Regions from separate parts of the Mus musculus genome. Here regions 2 and 3 are each linked to region 1. Evidence: chromatin contacts called from public HiChIP or PLAC-seq data. All regions are on one chromosome and are shown on one strand. The core of a region is the stretch at or near the end of the contact, and the rest is flanking DNA. Distances in the headings are between cores, read along the strand shown.

The links. HiChIP or PLAC-seq counts read pairs in DNA pulled down with a chosen protein or histone mark.
Region 2: a contact with region 1 is called in an H3K4me3 HiChIP or PLAC-seq map of embryonic forebrain, with 4 times the contacts expected there. The contact joins the enhancer-like site here to the promoter of Alcam in region 1. A contact is called at or near these places in 12 of 39 promoter capture datasets (the 3T3-L1 cell line, 3T3-L1-derived adipocytes, the C10 cell line and 6 more), 3 of 484 Hi-C or Micro-C datasets (cortical neurons, epidermal suprabasal cells and neural progenitor cells), 4 of 115 datasets of contacts at active chromatin or transcription factors (astrocytes, bone marrow-derived dendritic cells, bone marrow-derived macrophages and 1 more) and 1 of 9 other capture datasets (pancreatic islet).
Region 3: an H3K4me3 HiChIP or PLAC-seq map of embryonic limb bud shows a contact between it and region 1, with 4 times the contacts expected there. The contact joins the enhancer-like site here to the promoter of Alcam in region 1. A contact is called at or near these places in 2 of 39 promoter capture datasets (the 3T3-L1 cell line and maxillary cranial neural crest), 2 of 484 Hi-C or Micro-C datasets (ECoMG-derived neutrophils and myeloid progenitors) and 6 of 115 datasets of contacts at active chromatin or transcription factors (VIP interneurons, astrocytes, bone marrow-derived macrophages and 3 more).

What each region holds. Positions count from the first base shown.
Region 1 is chr16:52,450,929-52,454,649 of GRCm38.p6, reverse strand. It overlaps Alcam (activated leukocyte cell adhesion molecule), which reads left to right and starts at 1,569. Exons shown (of 16, transcript NM_009655.3): 1 at 1,569-2,257. The coding sequence starts at 2,185.
Region 2 is chr16:53,071,981-53,075,701 of GRCm38.p6, reverse strand. No RefSeq gene overlaps it. Among named protein-coding and RNA genes, the nearest start is that of Gm25723, 130 kb to the right of the region's middle. Within about 2 kb of position 1,666, at least 17 of the 459 cell types and tissues checked have an H3K27ac peak or open chromatin away from gene starts, as enhancers often do. A contact at or near this core is called in embryonic forebrain and neural progenitor cells, where this site is marked.
Region 3 is chr16:52,987,183-52,990,903 of GRCm38.p6, reverse strand. No RefSeq gene overlaps it. Among named protein-coding and RNA genes, the nearest start is that of Gm25723, 42 kb to the right of the region's middle. Within about 2 kb of position 1,898, at least 2 of the 459 cell types and tissues checked have an H3K27ac peak or open chromatin away from gene starts, as enhancers often do. A contact at or near this core is called in embryonic limb bud, where this site is marked.

The sequences.
Region 1 (3,721 bases), core at 320-2,819:
CTTCCTGTTGATTCATAAGATGCAAATGAAATGTAAATGTTAAAACCATGTGGGAAAAAGGATTTTCGGAGGAAAAATATAAGAGATCTATCCTACAATACTGTAAAAGCGAGGAGAACAAGACAGGGAGGCGCTGGGGGGAAAATCACAGCTGAAGACAGAGTTTAATAATTTCAAGCACGAAAGGAAAGGGATTCAAAGATCCGTGTCTGTGTTTGTCTGTGCGCTTGCGCATTCGTGTGTGTGTGTGTGTGTGTGTGTGTGTGTGTGTGTCTGTACGAAGCTTCTGCCTGCACACTTAGACACCCCCCATATCCACTTGCAAGTAGCTGGTGGTTCCCAATCTTTTGAAGACAAAGTCCCGTGAGGCTAGTTAGCATTCCCTGCTGGAGACTGGCTTCACACAGGGGGTGACCCTGTGATGCACCAAAGACTATTTCATGCCCTTGCGAGGTGGTTCAGGGACCAGGATTTTATTATGCTGAGGGCATTAAGAGTTGTGATCCTGCAATCTTGAGTTAGAGCCACTTACGGTCCCAACAGCTCCACCCTGGTGTTTTAGAGGAAAATATTCCTTTATGCTTTCTGCATGAACTGAAAGCGACACGGCTTCCCGATGCTACGCCTAGGAGGTGGTTCAAGCTTTTGAAATTGCCTGAGAAGCCCCGTCCATCTGCTGGATGCCTGGCTTTCTGGAAAGGACCAGGAGGCGTAGGTTTTTAATCTGAGTAACTCTGGATTTTGTTTTGTAACTTCAAATCGTCACCTAATTAAAAGTAAACGTGACTTTTTTTTTCTTTAAAGAACGTTTTGAAAATCAGTGTGGCGACGTGTGTTATGGTCTAGAGTCCTAATTCTCACCGGGAAGGAGATGGGGGCGAAGGGGGAGCACAAAAATCTCTTCTGCTTTTCGGTACTGGATAGTTGATTAAATGATTTGCTTTGATAAAGTGTACGCCAGCCAGGACTAGGGGAACAGAAGAACGGCGAATTCGAGAAGGAGTAACCTTCTCTTCAAAGTGGGGGAAATTACTCTCAACCACCAGTAGCTGTTTCCGTGAGCCTCCGGGTGGAGAATCTCCATCTTTTCCACCTCCTCAGTCCTAGTCCAAGAGGACCCAAGGTGAGCTCTTCGCCCCAACAACTCTACAGAAGGTGAAGGCGGTACCCTCGTCGAGAAGAAAAATCCCTAAGGAGTGAGCCAGTGGACTGGGCTTCGGAGTGCAAGAAGACAGCTATGTGGCCAGGCTGGGAGGACAGCAAAAGATCTCAGATCCTATGTCTTTGGGGCGCTGAGAATCCCCTGGTAAGAGCCAGACACTGGCGAATCCAGCCCGTCACGCCCCCTACTCTCGATCCCGCTCTTCATTGGCCAGCGTGTCCTGTGGGAGGCGGAGTCGATGTCAGCCCCGCCCACCAGAGCGCGGGGGCTGGGGCATCAGGCTCTTCTCCCACCAGGGGCCGCCAGCTCTGCTCAGTCTCCGACTTGGTCCTGCAGCGCCTCTAGGCTGCGGATCGGCGCTCCAACCACCTGCTCCGCGCTGCCGCCGAGGAAGCTGGGCGGGAGAGAGGAGCGGGAGGAGCAGGAGGAGCGGGAGGAGCGGGAGGAGGAGACAGGCAGCTTACACACGCCTTCCCGTCCTCCACTCAGAGCAGCCGGAGCCCGCGGCCGCCGCCACTGCTCCAGCTGCCGCCGCTACAGCCTCTGCCTCGGCTGCCACCTGAGGAGACCCACCGTCGGGACCCCGCGGCGCTGCCCCGCCGACCCTTCTCTGCTCCCGGTGATCCGTGCACGGTGCAACTCTCATCACTCTTCTTATCCTCTCCTTTGCAAGAAGAGAAACTACTAGAAGACAGCATCCAAAAAGAAACCGCGTCTACCTTGACTGACTACTGAAGCGTCTCCTGGAATAAGAGGGTCGCCCGTCCTGGGAGTAGCTGCCAGAGACACTGAGGAAGGGTGTGGAGGGGGGGAGGGAGGAGTTGCGGGTTCCGCGTGGAGGAAAGTTGCGTGTGGCACAGACCCGACGGCGCAGCGCCACAGTCCCCGGGGGACCGTGTGTCTTGGAAAAAAGTCGCTGTCCCCCTAAGGCGAGACCCACAAGCGAGCGGGCCCCGTGGGCCCGGGGACGACGCCCCCTCCTGCGGCGTGGACTTTGTCGGTGGCCTTCTAGGAGGAGGAATATGGCATCTAAGGTGTCCCCTTCTTGCCGTCTGGTTTTCTGCCTCTTGATCTCCGCCGCGGTCCTCAGACCAGGTAAGCTTTTGGCCTCTGAACAGCCCCACTGTAGTGGTTGTTGCGGACCGGGGGCGGTTCCCCGGGAGGCCTGGGGCTGTGCGCTCTAGCGTGTGCTTAGCAAAGTATGGGAGCCATAAAGGCGCGCGGGGGACACAGATCTGTCCCTGGGAACAGTCACCTGTGTCACACGTTTTAGGCTTGACTGGTCTGCTCAGGTTTGGGCAGCGAGATTGAAAACTAAGCACATCTCCAGGAACTTTGGGTGAGGCTTAGCTTGAGGGTGCAGGACCCCCCCCCCCCCGGCAAGATCTGCTGAACTCTCTCCCCCGCACCGTCCCTCCAGTCTCTTGGTATCAAAGTACAATTCACTGCACTCAGAGCAGTTTCCTTTCGCTGGGCTTTGAGGTGAAATAACTGCTGGCACTTTGTCACGATAAATCCCCTAAGTAACTTCCTCTTGGTCATAATGTGAAGACCTGGGAGGAATGGCAGGGGATAAGGAGGGTTTTGACTATCTTTTTTTTTTTAATAATAATAATACTGAAATAGAAGCTGCATTGTCTAGTGGGTAGCTAGTGTAGGGTTGATGGCAGCCGAGTCACGCAGCGTGGACTGGGTTAGCAGTCAGGTTTGCGAGCCTTAAAGCGAGGGATTTCTTGGTTTCCACACCCAGTGGTAGCGCCTCAGTTCTCACTTCTACAGAGAGTCCTCAAAGAAAAACGACAAAATTCCCACCAACCAGAATATCTTGTGGGGAACCCCTTTTCTCACCCCCAGGGGACATCCCTGGCCCGTGGTCCGCCAGCTGGCCTGCTGGCTGCCATTCCTTGGTCCTGCCCAGCCCGCTATGCGCTCCCAGTCATTCATTCAAGCGGCAGGCACTTTTCCCTGCGGAGCCTGAGGATCTAATCCTTTGAAGTTTTGATTTCCCACTGTGTCCTGGATAGTTGGGGGTTAAACTACTCCTTGTTATTCTGGTTTCTGCCTGTTTTTTCTTCTCTCTCTTTTTAAGTTTTACATTTAGGAGGGGTTAAAACAGGTCTCACTTTCTTTTCCCATCTTTTATTTCTGTACACCCCTTCAGTTGTTGGCGAGTTGAAGCCACAGAGGAGTATTCAAACGCTCGGAATCCTTCCAGGGAAGAGGAGAGAGTAAGGGCAACAGGAGCCTGGGATCCCCAGGGCTTGGGAGCCGCCGCTTTGTGTTGTTGGGGAGAGGGGTGGGTGTCAGAGTGGGAGAAGGTTGATTCTCCATATCTCTATATCAAAGTTACATTTCTGGGTGAGGTAATCAACTCACTGTTTCTGAGGCTGGGAAAAAAATATCAGTGACCAATCTCAGGCTCTGGGGGCGGGGACCCTAAAGCCCGAGTAGAGCTGGATTTTAAGGCAGGTGGGGCAGGGCGAAAACACTCGGGATGTGAGCACCAGGCACCTCTACTCTTGCACAGTGTATGTAGTCTCACTTTTTCTGGAAACCCAG
Region 2 (3,721 bases), core at 417-2,916, 620 kb before region 1:
CTACTTAGAGAACTATGCCAGAGGTTTTAGGAATTAATAAATATTTATTAAATGCAAACTACCCATGTTTATGTGGAAAAAATCTTAGTATAACTGACAAATTTCAATCTAAAAACTCTATTTTCTCAATTATTGATAGACATTTCTTAGCATATCTGTATTACAAATGTCCATCAATTGCCATTTCAATCATTCAGCATTCCTAAAAGGTTTTTCATTTTATTAACACACATGTGCACACACTCTCACACACACATACACCCCTCCCCCCAACACACACCTGAGAGAAGAAGTAGTGTAGTTTGTTTTGTGTTTTCTTCATTATATTTATGTGGTTTTTTTTCCTGCTGTTTTGAACAAAGCAAGTAGCTTTGAAATCATGTAGAGAGGTTTGTAATCAGGGTTAACAGTAAACAATCAACAAGACTTTCTACTGTTTGTGAAGCATATAGAAATAATTCAAACTATTAAAAACTTTTCAAGTTATTTAGAATTACATGAAGCAATAAAGATAAATAATAGAGAAAGGAAAGAGAAATAGTTACAAACCAAAGAGAATGAGAGATTCAGTATGTTCGTTTCTTACATCGAATAAAAAATAAGGACCACAGATGTAGTTTTCTTTTTTCTTTTATCTCTCTCTGTGTCTATCTCTCTCCTTTGTCTCTGTCTCTGTCTCTTTGTGTCTGTCTCTGTCTTTCTCTGTCTCTGTTTCTCTGTTTCTCTGTCTCTCTGTCTCTCTGTCTCTCTGTCTCTCTGTCTCTCTCTCTCTCTCTCTCTCTGTCTCTCTCTCTCAGCATATGTCTTCTCTTGGTCAGCATATAATACTTAATAATGCTTTAAATTTTTCCCAAAATGGTGGAATTGTTTTCTTCTTCTGCGAATTTCAAGATTAACAGCATAGGTATTTTTTAAAAAACTATTTACAACAATCTGTTAATAAAATAAACTTTATAGTTTGATATTTATAATATGATATATGCAATTTAATTTTTTCTGTATGCTTGTGTATGTACAGTATTAGGGTAAAATACAGTACACAAATGTGTAACAAAGCAAAGCTGGGATCAGAGGGGTGAAGCAGGCATATGAATGCATAATCTTGAATATGTGTTTTCTTTGGTTTCTTATTTGTTCAAAAATATAGGTAAATAGAAAAAAATATGTATGTGTGATGCAAAGTTTAAATTTTGAAGAGCTTTCAAGGGAGTCACAGAGAGGAAATGAGGAGATATAGGTAACAGTAAGCCTGCATGCTGAAGTTCTGGTTTGTACAAACCTGGCTGCCTCTGATCCCTACTTGTTTCCTATGCCGGGCAGCATGTGTGAGAGGCAACCATTGTTTGACAGGGAAAGCGCAGATTATTGCCCGGAGATCCCCCATGTCCAGTGTAACTGGAGATGCCCAAATTTCTCATTGCCCCACAATGGGATCTTATGCTATCCTCACGTGTTTTAACCTTAGAATAGAAGGAAGTAAAGGTGTGGGCTGGCAGTCTGTCTTTCAAATTAAGACTCACAACTTGCAGCTAAAGGGAACACTGTTTCTGCGTCTTTCCCAGGCGCAGTTCCCCCTGGGAAACTGGCACTTTGGGAGAAACCCTCAATGGCATGCACCCAAGGGTATTGCACTGTAGACTAAAGGAGTGGGCAACTTGCCCCTGCAGAGCTATGCAGAGAAAAGGTTGGCTTGTGGAAGAATTGCTCCTCTCCCCTGACTAAACAAAGCATTAACCCTAGAGGGAATATGCCTTGCAGGCTCCAGGCCAAAGCTAAAGAACTAGAAATTTCTTCTTAAGATTGAATGAGAGCCATGTCTCCCTCATGTAGGTTGGAGTGTAAAATCTGGAAAGGAATTTGTCAGAGAGGGAAGGAAATGGGGAAAAGACAAGATAGCGTGTATATACAAAGAATGACAGAAGCTTTTCAGACACAATTTATGAAAAAATCCCGCCCTGTATAATAGTGTGGTAACGAGCTACAGGCAAGGGCATAGTTAGAAAATTATAATTTCTAAGAGATAGAAAATACAATCTTCTTTTTATGTTAGCGATGGTATTTCCTGGAAGTCTTCAACCTTTCTTTTTCTTTTTCATATCTCAACAAGGATTCATTTTTTTCTTTTCTATTTTTTTATTTGCATTTTGCTGCATTAATCATGTGCTCTACTATGCTATCATGATTTTTTTTATGTGATAGGACCTAGAGTCATACTTAATTTTCAAGGATAAATTTCAGTTTTCTGGACAAATCTAAAAGTAAATCATTGAAATAATTATTTGATATATATTATGTATTACATATCTACTTTAACAAACTCATAAGCATTACACACACAGTTTATCCATCTATCTACCTATTTATCTATCTTTCCATCTACCTCTCATCTATCTATCCATCCACCCATCCATCTATCTCTCATCCACCTATCTATCTATCCACCCATCCATTTATCTCTCACCTATCTATCTATCTATCTATCTATCTATCTATCTATCTATCTATCTATCTACCTTCCCACCTACCTGTCATTATTCATAAAAAGAACAGAAGGCATTTTATTAGCATAGCATGAAATGTTCTATGGCTTGTTGACAGGGGATTTTATCTGAGGAAATTCCCTAATAATGAACCCGAAGAGAGAGGAAGACAAAGCCTTTAATTACATTTCAATTCGTTTGATGCCCTGCAGCTCTCAGCTATTATAGCTCTATGGGAAAAGCATCAGCAAAAGCAGGAGGGGAAAAAAGAGGGGGAAATGCAGTTGGTGTGAGTGTGTAACTGCTGATTTAAGATTGTACCATCCCCACCCCCAAAAAACCTGGGGTCCTTGTTAAAAGATACTGGAAAGATTATAGTGAGCAAACTCTCACATCTCACCAGCTTACAGCCTTTGACTTCAAAGACCACATGTGTTACTTTTATCTGGTCCCAGAAGAAGTCTCTGAGCCAAAGAAATGGTTATTTTATGGAAAACAGGTAATTTCCCAAGGTGATTCCCACTGAAATGTATAAAAATGAAGCCCACGTAAGTATGGCAAATCTAAAGGGAATATACCCGGCCGCTGATTTGCTGTTATACCTAAACAGGGAAAGAATAAATGACAACAATCTCAACTAAATAAATAGATGACTGTCACTGCTTCTCATTGAGGACGAGCCCTTTTCGCAAATTGGCAATCTGCTCTACGCGGTCACACTCCAGTTCCTGTACACTCTCTTTGCAGCAGTGTGCAAAGTTCAACCATAACACTGGAAGGCATTACCTTATTTAATTTCAATCACCTAATGCAATATTATTTCAGCTTTGTGTTCTGAAGGCTTAAGCTCAAATCGCAAATGATTTTTTTTTCTTTTTTGGCTGATAACATTTGAGTATTAATTGAGGCTGTAGTGATACACAGTACCCAGATACCATTACTCAGAATGATAAGAGTTAAAAAAAAATAATGTAGTAGTTATAATTAGCAATGAGGTAATGGAATTTAGAAAAGAACAGGGGGAAAGGACACAAAGAGTGCCTTGTGAGCATGAATCTACAAGTGTGTTCTGTGACCAAATGTTCAGAAATTCACTGTAAATCTATAGCAGTGAAACTTAGTGAACTTAGTGTTGCCAATCATTTACAGCCAGTCCTGAAACTAATTCACTGGGAAAAGTCAGTCGCAGGGCAGAAGGAGTGCATGATCACCACAGCAAGAAGTACAGGAAGGGATCTGAA
Region 3 (3,721 bases), core at 649-3,148, 540 kb before region 1:
GGTCAATATAAATTTTTCCTATTTATTAGTAAAAATTTGTAAAATATGTTATCTGTTAAGTACTATAAAGAGTTTTCAAAATTCATGTTTGGAATTCCTTACAATAATTTTTAGAACATTTCTGCAACATTATAGCTATGTGAGAACCTTAAACAAAATTAAAAATCAAAATGTAGACTAATATGTACATGTTCTTCAAATAATTACATGAAGGCTTGCATGAAGAAAGGAGAAAGTGTTCACTCAAAAATCCAACTCCCCACAAACTATGACACCCATTAATCAGCACATTGGCAAAAGCCATCATCATGCCAAGTAACTTTATTGATTCCAAGAGGAGATACTGGCGGAACAAACAAAACACATACTAAAGTTCCAGCTTCTTTGTGGTTACGGATGTGTCTTTTACCTTTATCTTTAACTGTCTTCAATGTCAGTGATGCTATATATCCTTGGACTAGTTGGTCTCTGGGTTAGTCTTGGTTCTGTCTACTACCGTGTCTGAGACAAAGCTTTTATGCCAGTATCTTGATTTATAATCTGACCTAAGGGAGGCAGGTAGAATGATCTGAGTAAAGATAAGGTTAGAGATACTAACTTAAAGTCCTTATCAAGCTGATTTCTACCTATGGGACTTATTAATGCATCTCAGAAATTTCTGTAACAGTGCAGGAAAAGAAAGAGAAAGCGAACTTCTCATTGTCTCATTGACTCTGGGTTAGGAATACAATACATTCTGTTGCATTACTTTATGTTACATTATATTACATTACAATATCTGACACCAACAGATGATATTGGTCTATCTGTATTCTAGCTAAAAGGCTGTGAGTGGTGCTTGCACCAGGGAATATATAATTGCACTCACAATGAACACCAAAGAGTAAGGAGCACAGAGTTCTGTTTCACACAAGGCATGGTGTGACTTCTTTGTCCAATCCATTTATATCCTTCTCTAATTATATTCTGCAGGACATCTAGAAAGGGACATAAAACAAAATTGAAATTAATTCATCCCAATGGCATCAAAATGTACATGAGCCAGTTTTATCATGCTAGAACTGGAATGAGAATACTGAATTCTACCAATATGGTTATAAAATTTAACAGTGAGAAAACATTTAACAAGAGTCTACTCTTGTGTCTGTGCCCAACTATCTTAGCATTTATATAATTCAGAACCATTATGCTGTATTAAAAATGAGTCTGATGTAAATTGATTACAATAGGAAGCTATGTTTTTGGGGTTGTTTGTTGTTCTGTTTTGTTTTATTTTGTTTTGTTTTTAGCTGAGATTTGTCAGGAAGATGTTTATCAGTTGAGTCACTCAGGAGTAAGAATTGATGGAGGAGTTCCAACAGTGTAATAAGGTGATGAAAGAAAAGCAGAGGTGATGGAAATAGAAAACAGATGACAGAGGACAGAAACAAAATGTATTTTTTAACTATGCAAGAAGTAACTCAGAAGAGAACATACCCTCCTTTATCAAGGCTACCCACATAGTATTTGCAAGGATATCATGTTTAAACACTGCCAAAGACATTAAAGACAGTATCGTATCATGTTGAATATAATTGGGTTAAGGCCAAGAGCTACCATGAAAGAAAATGAGAATAAACTACATGTCCCACAGCTAAGACTTAGTGGTGGTTTATGAACACTACAGGGGTCAAAATGATGAAAGGTCAGAAAATAGAGAAGGGGTTGTGTGGGAATGAACAGTAGTGTGGAGGTAGAAGAGGTACACAGCTGGTCCTCCCTCTGTTTTGTAGAATGGATACTAGCAAGCCCCATGGCTTCTGCTAGCATCTCTTTTTCCAGAACCACTCCTGCAGTGCTAATGAGGTGAAAAGTGACCTGCCTGCTCATTCTCTGGCTCTTTACCTAGTAATAGTGTGACATGCTGAAAGGCTGGCTGCATGTGCTGTGTTAGAGATTAAATCACACAATCCTTAACAGATGCTCAGAGGGTTTTTGAAATAGCAAGGCTGAAGTTTCAAAACTACATGTGTTCTTCATCTGAAAAGCTGAAGGAGAAACACTGCTCCTGTTAAATTCATAGCCTCTCACATATGGTTCCTTAATTATAATGTGTCACAAGCATCTTCCCTAAAGATTATTCAGCCAATAATGATCCAAGTGTCCAATGTCACTTGATGACATATATTCTGATCATTCTATGACAAGAAAGTGTCTCTTTTGGAAGGTGTTGATTATTTTGATGGCAACCCCTTAAGGTTAAATTGGTAATCTCAGGACTGAATAAAACCTTTATGTTTTATTTTCAACAAATGACACATGTACCTCTGGTTTTATCTTTGATGTCAGAACAAAAGGAATTTACATGTTTCTGAGTGTCTGTGTTTTCAAGGGAATGTCAAGAATGGAGGAGAGTAATTTATATGAGATGTGAGAATAGCATGTCTTTTTATTAATTGTATTTCAAAAAGAATAATGTTACCATAAGATGGAATTTGGATGGAATTTGTCTTAACATTAAACATGCTATTGTGTAGCCCCAATGTGAAGGGCATGTCTGAACAAGTTTTCTGCCTTTGGATTATAAAAAAAGAAGTCAGCTTTTCTTTAAAAAGTCTGTGGTGGAACCAAGAGTCCAGGGAAATACACACACACACACACACACACACACACACACACACACACACACATATATATATATATATATATATATATATATATATATATATATATATACACACACACACACACATATATATTATGTGTATAGTGTATGTATTTATATACATATAGTGTATGTATGTATGGAGAGAGAGAGAGAGAGAGAAAGAGAGAGAGAGAGAGAGCCTAGTTAATCTTTCATAAAATGCAAAGAAAAAAAACAGGTTATAACAGGCAGAGTAACAAGAGAAATACTACCAATATTAAGATCACTTCTACTAATAGAATATTCAAAACAAAAATGAAGAATGTACAGACAGCAAAAAAAAAGTATGTTCATGTTCATTCAGAGTGGAAAAAGTACTAGTTGTGCAAGCATGAGATGTAAGTTTGATCTTCATGCCCACATAAAAATCTAGGCATGGTGGCACACCAATTTAACCCCAAAGCTGGGAAAGTTAAGACGGAGAGTTTCTTGAGGATCCTCCTATATAGGTCATCCTCAGTAATAAATGTTAATAGACTTCATGTGGGTCACAGATGGTGAGTTTTGGAACAAGCTAAAAACTGAATCCAAGTCTCCAAGCTAACTTAGTGGGTTATCAAAATCACAAAAAGAAAAGACACGGGATGGGGAGAGAGACATCCTGAACAAATATACAGGAGTTGGAGTGAAAAAAGTTATGGATTTGAATATTTCATTTCGTACATTTATGAAAGTCCTTATAGATAAAAAACTATTCAAAACTATTCAGTTAAGCATAAATACCAAGCAATTAGACAGTGATACTTAAAAATACAAGAATCGTGATAAAGGGATGTACAAAATAGTTATTTATTTAGAGGTTTTTCATCTTTCCTTAGAAATCAAAGCCAGTTGAAAATGTTGATGTCTATTGAATTAGGTATCAGAGTAGAGTATTGTCCTTTTCCAAGCCTGATTGTACAATCTCCCCAAAAATTATCAAACCAAGAATAAGAGTTTGGCAAAAAGACAGATACAACAAAATCAAATGATACTCATGAACAAATATAGTCCAAAGTGTTCTCTTTTTCAGATAAGGTAAGAACTGACACTTAT